2 separate regions of the Zea mays genome follow, and region 1 is linked to region 2. Evidence: chromatin contacts called from public Hi-C data. All regions are on one chromosome and are shown on one strand. The core of a region is the stretch at or near the end of the contact, and the rest is flanking DNA. Distances in the headings are between cores, read along the strand shown.

Region 1 (5,027 bases), core at 1,137-3,636, 220 kb after region 2:
TCTTTCGATGATATTTCACATGTCTAAGATGTTTCAATGGTATTTTCCGGCCACAATTCTTTCAATGCTATAGAACCAATTTTCCCTAAGTAAGATATGTAGGATTGTATCATCACACTCTGTTCCAAAACCTATGTTTTCATGAAGCAACCAGTTTGCAGAAGCACACAGGCATGAAGGCCTTGCCCAGTGCAATGTATATAAACACAGTTTTCAAATGCGCAATATAGTGGAAGCCAACCTGACATATAAATAAGCATGCACCTATGAACTATGATGAAGCCTATATCAATACAGAAAGAGGTTCTATCAAGAATGAAAATAGAGGGCCTCACAAGTATATGAAATAGTGAATACTATGCCTTGTTGTTAAATAAAAGCTTTGGAGAAAACTATGACATGAACATGCTCCATTAGTCCAGTCAGGCTGTCATTTTTGTACCAACCAAAATGCAATGTGCATTCCAAGCAAGATTATTCAGCAAGTTGTCGACAGGCTGATGACTAACAAAATTGCAGGGTCCACAAACTTAGGACACACCAGGCAAATATTAATTCACCTCAGTTTTAAAGTGAGCTGATTTTGTTGCAAAGTGGAACTGCCAGTAAGGGGATAGTCAACTCATGCTCCATAGTTCAAAAAAGCAAATGAACACCTTTTTCATTCAAGGTTGTACAAGAGCAATATTTACAATTTAAATTCAAGTTCTTCAGGTTATTCGATATAAAAATGGTGATACATCCTATTCAATCAAATATTATAAAATGAAATAGTATACGTGACAATGGACCAATGGAAGGCCAGCAAGGTCAGAAAAGTTAAATTTAGGCAGAATTGAAAGTGAAAGTTGGTGTATTCATCGAAACCTAGTCACAGAGGAATAGTTTACAACTCACAAGAATAAAAAAGTTTTGCAAAGCAAAAGGATTCACTTTTAAGACAGGGAAAACTTAAGCTATTGGGCTAGTTTAAAAGTAACAATCAGACATCAATATTAAATCCAAATAAGTCTATGCATGTCCAAAGATAATCAAACAAATGCTGACTAAATGAAGCTGCAAACTTGACCAGGCAACCTCACTTGGAAGCCAGATAGGTCCTATTGACCTACTAGCAAGTAGCAATTTCACACAATAATTGACATTGCTCCGATACATGCAATTCAGTTTGTGGATAGGATTGGCTACTAGCTGGTCCGGGTGCAGCAAGTTTATTCGATGCATAATCACCAAAAGAAATATCAAATATGATGCCAAGTATTCTCAAGCAGTTCTAACCGAAGCTTCAGAATTATGGTACTAAAATCCAGCCAAAACAGAGGCCCCACCCAGAACAACACAGCGACAGCCCAGGTGGGTGGGTAGAAGTACTATGCAATGATACAATTACAGCTAATAAAACCAACCTAGAACACGAGGTACTCTCAAATAAAAAAGGCCCAGCTATCCAATCATGCATTAAACAAAATAGGAGTACTACATACATGTGCCCAAAAACATTGGCGTGCTGTTTGTGAAGATTTTGCCGTACGACTTCCAGAAGGCTATATGTCCTCGGTTTCTGTCCTTAGTCTAATTGAAACAACACTAGGAACTGAGCAAGCTCACCTGGAGCACGAGTAGCGAGAAGGCCGAGATGTCGTCGGTGTAATCGACGGTCGGGATGAGGCGCTTGAGCTCCATGGTGGGCGCGAAGTCACCGTAGTCATCGACAGAGGCATCGGGCGCGTCGGCCTCGACGAAGAGCACTCCCTCGCCATTGCAGTCGATCTCGACCCTACCGTCCTCGTCCCGCGCGAGGCGGCCCGCCATTGGATAGAACGGCACGAGCGCCTCTGCCAGCGCGCGCCGCATCCGCTCGCCGTCGAAGAACCCCTCCGCATCCGGCACGGGGCCGTCGCGGCGGTAGAAGTAGACACTGGGCGTGTGGAAGCGCGGCACCACGAGGTCGAGGTTGGAGTTCCACAGCCGCTGCCGCGGCGTCTCCCGCGCCGGGCGCACCATCGTCGACCGCCTCACAGTAATCGCCATCTGTATTCCGTTCCGCCGAATAGCTAATAAGCACCCCACACGAAATTCCCCACCAACAGGAGAAACAATCGAAGCTAAAAACACTACCATAGTCTAGAGTCTAGATTGTTACAGGGAGAAGTGCGGCGACCAACCTCAGCGAAGACGCGGCGTCTCGGGTCAGATCTAGGGCGGTGAAACCGGAAATACTCTGGACAAATCCAGCGATTGGTTTGGTGGTGCCAGCAGCTCTTGGTGGAGAGCAGCTGCTAGGAAGGTGGGGGGTGGGACGGCATTTTATAGGCGGAGATAGGCCGGCGGATCCTCTGACTTGCTCGGACTTGCTTCCGCTCCTCCCATTTTCCTTTTCTTTTCCGCTCCTCCTCCCCGCTTTGGGTTTCGGCGCAGTGGCGATGAGTGGAGTTGGGCCTTGGGGGTTGGTGGGACAGGGACGGGGACGGGAGGGCGAAGGTGATAGGACATGGTCCACACTCCACCGTCACGGCCCTGGACTGGACGCTCAGGTCACTTCGGCATAGTAGCGGGTGCTTCAGATTTACGGAGGTAGAGCGGTCAGCGAAAAAACACTTTTCCACAAACTGTACAAACAAAAAAGCATGATTAAATAAGCTGATCTCCATTTAGCACAGTGAGAATTATGGAGAGAAACGTGGCAGAAAAAAACTAAAAAAACAAATTTGGCTTTAGTTTCACCTTACGTTTGTCCTATGTAGTTGCTTCTAGGCAGGAATGGCAGATGAAGCGTATGTCGGCCTAAAGGTACCACATCTGGTAGTACGTGGCGCGCGACTATCAAATTGGACCCATCGGTTTAATCGGGTCGTGGCTTAAAATGAATGAGGATTTTAGCAACTCCAATAGTTATGTAAATTTTAACTTTCTAAATCACAGATTTAAAAAGTTGCTAAATGACTTTTGGAGTAAAAAAATGTGAGTTCTCCAATAGTTCTCTAAATATAGGTTGTAATTTTGTTTTGTATTTATCCATATAAAAATAAGTCATAAAAACTATATAATACAGTCAACATTTTTATTTAGGGAGTTGTTAAATGATTGCCAAATGTAGAGAGAAAATAAGGTTAGATGACAAGTTGTTAAATTTAGAAAGTTCATTTAGAGAACTGTTGGAGAATAGTTTTCATGTTAACTACCTAAATTATTGATTTAGGAAGTCTTTTAGAGAACTACTGGAGTTGCTCTAAGATGCACATGCTGAATCACGCCCTTGGTGTCTATCGAAGCTCGACTATTGTTTTTTATGCGTTTGGTCCATGTCCTAATGAAAGAGATGGTAAAGCAACCACTATATGTATGACTGTTTTGTCTCGTGTTTCACACATGAATTAAAAAATTTATAGACTATGTAAACTGTAAACATATAAGCCACCATATTACTTGTTATTTATATTGTTTGTACATGTTTTTCAATAGACATATAGACAACAGTTATATGTAGATTGTACATGCCCAAAGTGACTAATGCAGTAATGGCTTATTTTGATTCTTCACTTTAAACTTTAGATGTTGTTTGGTTTTTGTAACATTAACGGTAACTGATAACGTTACACTATGTTTGTTTAAGTCCAACCGTAATCAAATATCACACTAAAAAATAATATTGTCCTATTCAAACTTGTTACCGCTGGTAATTGAGTGTGAATTATTATTGTTATCATTTATGTTATATTTCGTGAATCAAACGGTACTTTAGAGTTAATGCTTTAAGCAAGTAGCCAGGGCCGTATCTGAGGGCGTGCGGAGGGTGCGGTCGCACAGGGCCCTCAAAAACAGAGGGGCCCCTAGCCACTAGACGCTAGCACTTTTTCTGTTAAAGCTATCTATTCTAGACACAAATACGTAAAGAGCGATTGCGCTATCTACCAGTCTTGTTTAGATTATTAAACTAATATCTCAATTACTTATTGAATACTCCATCCGTTTCAAAATAGTATTTGTTTTAGCTCTTGATTTTTATGTTTATATTCAACTAGATGATGATGAATCCACTAAAGAAGCAAAACAAATTCTATTTGATATAAAGAGAGTATTATTTACTATACATATGATGGTTGCATAGGCAGAGAGAAGCTTTTTAAAATTGAAATATTTTTGTGAACTATTTATGACCAACAATAACTCAAGAGAGGTTAAATGGCTTGGCGATTCTATATATCGGAAAAAGTTATTGAATGAGATTGATCTCAATGATATAAGCGATGACTTTGTATCACAAAATGTTAGAAGATATTATTAATGATATCAGATAACAAGTAAGCGTTTTTTGACTATATATATTTTATATGTGTTATCTTATAAACTTCATAACAGTGCATAATAATTTTTATACGTCAATATTCAATAATATTTGTATAATTATATATATTTGTGTGAATGAGGTCTCTATATCGGATTTCGCATTAGACCCCTAAAAAGTCAGGAACGGCCCTGCAAGTAGCCCATTTTACACTAAAGTTTAAGAGTTGAAAAGTAAGTTAAAGTGTTTTAAAGAGCTCCGAAGTTTATATAAGAGGATCCAAATATCCTAAAGCACTTTACTGTTAATCTATTTATTCACCAAGGTCGCATCTTTTGGTTTGTTTATTGGCAGGAATAATAAAAAAAACTTACATCCGACGGAAGTGACGTGTGCACACCGTCCCGGCGCCATCATCATTTTGTATAAAACATAGTAGGAAAACGATCTGTTTTACTTTCAACCATATTTATTCACATGCACAAAGAGTGACAGAGACAGTAATCAGAATGACCGCATTAGAAGCCGATCCAAGCTTTGGTTTACCTAACCCCGTGACAGAGGCAGGCCAGAAAATTGTTGTTAAACTTGCCTATCACTTTTACCCTCCAAACATGTGAGAAGGCACTGCTTTTTTTATAATCTTTGGAGCTAGCTGTCGTATGTACCATGTCGCACATTATGAGGTTCTGGAGGTGCAAGTACAGCTAGCTAAAGACGGCAAGGTTGCCATGATCATTGG
Region 2 (4,935 bases), core at 1,187-3,686:
GAGTTGAAGGTGTATATGAACTATTAGCAACTCAAAACCTGCTAATGGAACTAATAGTTAGCGGTCCTTCAACTAATAATTAGCAGTTTTATAGCAGGTCTGTTTGGATCCACTAGTACTGATTTTAGCTGCTAATTTTTAGTGTTAATGGATCCAAACAGGCCCAAAGTAGTGTGCCTAACTTTTCCAAGCCAACTTATCATGTCATTCTCAAAATAAAAATAAGCATTCAGTCTCGCTATATAGTGCACCTAACATTACCACGCTAACTTATCATGCTGCTCTCAAAAACAAAATGCAGCATTCAATCTTGTTTAGTAATGCTATCCAATATTCCATGCTAACTAAATATTAGGAGATGAATAATCATCTACATGCTTTCACACAGTTGCCCGGGAGTAGCATGCAGACAACTCTTCCTGCATCTACATAATGGGAATTTAATCGATTTGCGGGTGAATTACCAGTTGTATGTTGATGAAATCTTCTGTGTCATCAATATACTCCTTTAGCTGAAAAAATGTGCGAGTAGCAAAATTGTCAACCATAATAATCTGTAAAACAGAAACAAAGCTAACATATACACAATTCATAGTTTGTACCGAAGTCAACTTGCTGAGGGTGTAATCGATAACAACAAAGTAGGCCTCCAACAACATTTCCAGTTCTTCTATATTGTACTGGCTGCTATCTGAGCTCTTGAAGCTGCTGTGCCTGCTTCTGGCAAAACTGAATTCCTTCTCAAGCCTCCGAGTTGCAGGGGTTGTCGAAACTGGTGAAACTGGAGCCGATAGAGATGAACCAAACCCATTATGACTATTGCCAATTCCCTGAAGGTCCTCGTCATCTAACATTGATGCTTCCATTCTTATCTTCTTCTCAGTGAGATACATTTCAGCCATATCACCATCGTCATCCATCAGTTGCTCTATCTCATCTCTGACCTTAAGTGAAAAAATGGATTGGAATATTGAGAAAAATATTAAAGGATCACAGCAAGCAAAAGCATCATTATGACCATCCTTTTACCTTCTGTACTCTCCTTGTCAATGCAACCAGCTTGCTCTTTAGGCGTCGGACTCGTTCCAAGTTGAGGGTACTAATTTTTGCTGTCAGCTCATCTAGTAATGGGTAAGCTTCAGCCTCTAATTCAATAGCCTGGAAAAAAATGTGCAATCACTTTGTTTTTACTGATGATCTACCAAATCATTATCGGTAACAATTGGACATAACTGAAAGTACACAAGCTGATGGTGCAGTATGGATAAGTTCACTAAAAATATGTTAAGACAGTTTCATTATTAGTAAAATTTGGTAGTGGTAACTGGTAAGCAATCTGAGATGCAGGAATCATACAAATGAACAACAGATCAAGAAACACAGAAACTAACAGCTGATACATGGTGCACCAAATTTCAGTTATTTCACCACTGAAAAAACTATTACAGTTTTGATCGTAGTAATATAAAGCCTAATTTGGCTATTTGATAATCGACAAACATAATTTTTAAAGGAAGCTGATAATCAAGGTCAGAGCTTAATTCACCCTCAGATAACTTCCTACACAATCATATCACTCCACGGTGCCACCTATATGATATAATAAAACTGAAAGGAAATCCCATCTTCAATGAACAATGTGGATAGGAAGAATAAAACCGGACATTATGGCAGACTGACAGTGCTTCTCAGACATACAAAGTAGCCCAGTGAGAGGGTAAAATATTACGTAGGCGCGACTGGTCGCAGCTCACTTCGAGGTGGCGAACCGTGCAGTGTGTGCACGCGACATGTAGAGCAACTAATACTCTCTACTAGGACCCAAGACAAAATAAACTGATCCTAATAAGAGTGGTACCTGCGAGTCTAGGAAGGAGCAAGCGGCCTCCAGCGCGACCTCCAGCGCGATGAACTCGAAAGGCAGGTCGTCGGCGCGGTCGACGAGGCGTCGCTGCAGCTCGTCGACGTACCTCCTCACGGCCTCCTCCGCTGCGGCGCCCCCAGCGGCGTCGGGTTCGCGCAGAACGAGCGCCTCATCGGCGGTGATGATGCACCGCAGGTGCTCGAGGTTGCAGACGACGGCGCGCTCGCGGCCGAGGATGGCGGACGGGTAGACGAAGAGGGGGTCGAGGAGGCGGAGGTCCCGCGCGGGCAGGTCCAGCCGCCGCATCAACGCCGGCTTGGCGACCTCGACGGCCTCCGCGGCGCCCGTCGCCGCGTCCACGCGCACCCACGAGCGCCTCCCGCCGCCACGCCGCTTCAGGCCGTTGACGTCGATGGACACGCCGCCGGCTCCGCCACATGGGCCTCCGGCGCCAGTTCCCGGCGCGAGCGTGGCGCGGCGGTGGTGGGGCCCATTCGTCGCGGCGGCGCGGGAGGACGGGACGAGGAGGCTGTCCTTGAGGTGGCCCTGGTCCATGGCGTTAGCGAAGGCAGGCGTACGCGGCTGGTCTGGGACGGTAGTGACGTGTCAAGGGAAGCGCCGAGCATGTGGTGGGAAAGGATGGGATCATGGATCTCCCCGGACACCGGGGACCCGGGGTGGAGAGAATCGGTGGAGGCTGCTCAGCTTTCGCCAGCGCAAAAAAGTGGATCACCGTGGATTTAAATTTTATCGAAATATTAAACACAACTTCAAACTCTCTCTATCCCACTACTAACTGAAATATACGTAATACGTGTCAGCTCTTTATATTTTTCTTTTCTTCTTTTTACTCCCTTCCTCTACCCGTTGGTCCTTCCTCTCTCTATCGAGCGGGTCCACAAATTTTGAAATTATAGAGCTAGCGTTTAGAAAAAAAATGAATTTAAATCTGTTTTTGATAAATCTAGGACTTATAAAGCTCTATCAAACTAATCTTGTTAAAATTATACTAAACATGCGTTGTATCTATATCTCTGCAATTCATGGTTGGCGAAAGCAACTTGATGCACATGTTGTCGTTCGATTGAGCACCCCTATAAGACCGTGAACCCTATTTAGTTTGTCGTACGTATATATATTTTCATTTTCCTCTGAAAAATGTACACCTCCCTTTTAGGAAAAATATAACTTTAATTCATCATATTTGTCGTGAAAGATGGCATTGCTGTCAACACGTGTAATTGTAGCCATGCCTCACGTCACAAATATACCTATGAACACTATACATTGTATGCTATTAACAACTACCAACTATATTGTACTGTGAGCATTATACAGTGTGTAAGTGTGTAGTTATTAGGATATTCTTAATAGAAGTTTCATTCTCATTAAATGATATGTCATCTAATCAAACATGATAATATGACATGCAATTTAATGAAGAGAGATATGAGAGCTTTGTGGAAGATGAGAAAGTTTTATGAAGATGACACTATAGATACATAGTTTCCTAGATAAATATTGACATAACAGCTCTAAAAACTATACTTTAAGGGAATGTTTGGGACTGGTTAACTTCAAGAAAATCTGCTCAGCTTAAAAATGTGTTGCCAAACACCCCAGCTTTATGGACTTCGCTTCACCAAAAAAGATGAAGTTGGGGCTAACTTCATTTTTTCATGAAGCTACAAAAAGGGTGCTTCACCATTTTTTTCTTTCAATAACCTCATGAAGTTATGGGGTTATTACCCGCCATTGCCATTAAAAAAAGTTCCGTTCTCTTTCTCATCTCATCTATTATCGCAGACTTCTCTTCTTCCTCATTCACGATGCAGCCACCTGGAGACGAAACCCACGAGATTGGTGAGGCGCGTGAGGGCCAACCTTGGCGCGACAGTAGCAGGATTCAGCACAACAGCGGTAGCCATCGGCATGGCCGCGCACATCCACCCAACGACACACATGGGCCTCCATGCTAAGAGCCATGGTGAGGTGGAGGGTTTCTCGTTGAGGACAACATCGGCACGACAACGAGAGGCATGGGTGCGGCAGCGACAACCATCGGCGCAGATGCCCACACCAGAGCGACGACGCACGTCGGAGCAGATGTCCCTACTGCGAGCCAAGGTGAGCAGGTGGCCATCAGAGCCTATGCTTGGCACAACTGTGATATTCTAGCCCAAGGTTTAATATGATTGATAGAATACTCATACCAACAAGGTGTATCTTCTTTTTCGAAAGTCTATCTCGAAAGAACCTCTTGATTAAGCGTGCTTGGCCTAGAGCAATCTTTGGATTGATGACCGACCGAGAAGTATTCTCGGGTGCAAATGAGTGAGGACAAAGTACGCACAAATGACTCATGTTGGTGCATGGGGATGTTTTATAATTCTAGAGGGCTGCCAGGAGTAAGTACCATCGATCCGGGTGTGGACGACGTGTTACAAATGGCATCAGAGCCGATCCTTGCGGTTTTATATGCGTGTGTGGGCTAGGGGTTCGGGCATATGGTGCATGTGGGCTCGGAGTGGTCACATGGCATAGAATATGACGACACTTGACACACAAATGTGGCCAAGAGGGGAGGTTCCTGGCTTGGGGTTGGTCGAGAAGGACATTAATCTTCTAATAGGGTGGATTGTGATATCATGGCCCAAGGCTTAATAGGATCGATAGAATACTCATACCAACAAGGTGCATCTTATTTTTCGGAACCTTATCTCTAAAGACCCTTTAGGTTAAGCGTGTTTGGCCTAGAGCAATATTGGATGGGTGACCGATCGAGAAATCTTCTCGAGTGCACATGAGTGAGGATAAAGTGCACACAAAAGACTAGTTGAAAGGGAAATAGGGTTAACCATTTACTATAAAGTAATTTTGGTGGTTGATGGTCAACGCAAACAAATGGACTAACTAGTTTTGTCTAGAATTCATCTATTACAGGTGCATAAGGTTCCACACAAACCAAGAAAAGAACCAAGTTAGGGACACATTTTTATTGGAGCAAAAGGACTTGAGTGTGCTGAAATTTGGCGCACCGGACTGACCGGTGTGCCACCGGACAGTGTCCG

Evidence for each region. Hi-C and Micro-C count contacts between places; a contact is called where the count stands out from the background.
Region 1: a Hi-C map of ear shows a contact between it and region 2, with 2.9 times the contacts expected there. The contact joins the promoter of LOC100279386 here to the promoter of LOC100381441 in region 2. A contact is called at or near these places in 4 of 25 Hi-C or Micro-C datasets (ear, leaf and tassel).

What each region holds. Positions count from the first base shown.
Region 1 is chr2:33,383,485-33,388,511 of Zm-B73-REFERENCE-NAM-5.0, forward strand. It overlaps LOC100279386, which reads right to left and starts at 2,387. Exons shown (of 4, transcript NR_158732.1): 1 at 2,166-2,387; 2 at 1,609-2,031.
Region 2 is chr2:33,159,920-33,164,854 of Zm-B73-REFERENCE-NAM-5.0, forward strand. It overlaps LOC100381441 (magnesium transporter3), which reads right to left and starts at 2,437. Exons shown (of 5, transcript NM_001174280.1): 1 at 1,859-2,437; 2 at 1,030-1,158; 3 at 603-944; 4 at 465-512. The coding sequence starts at 2,419.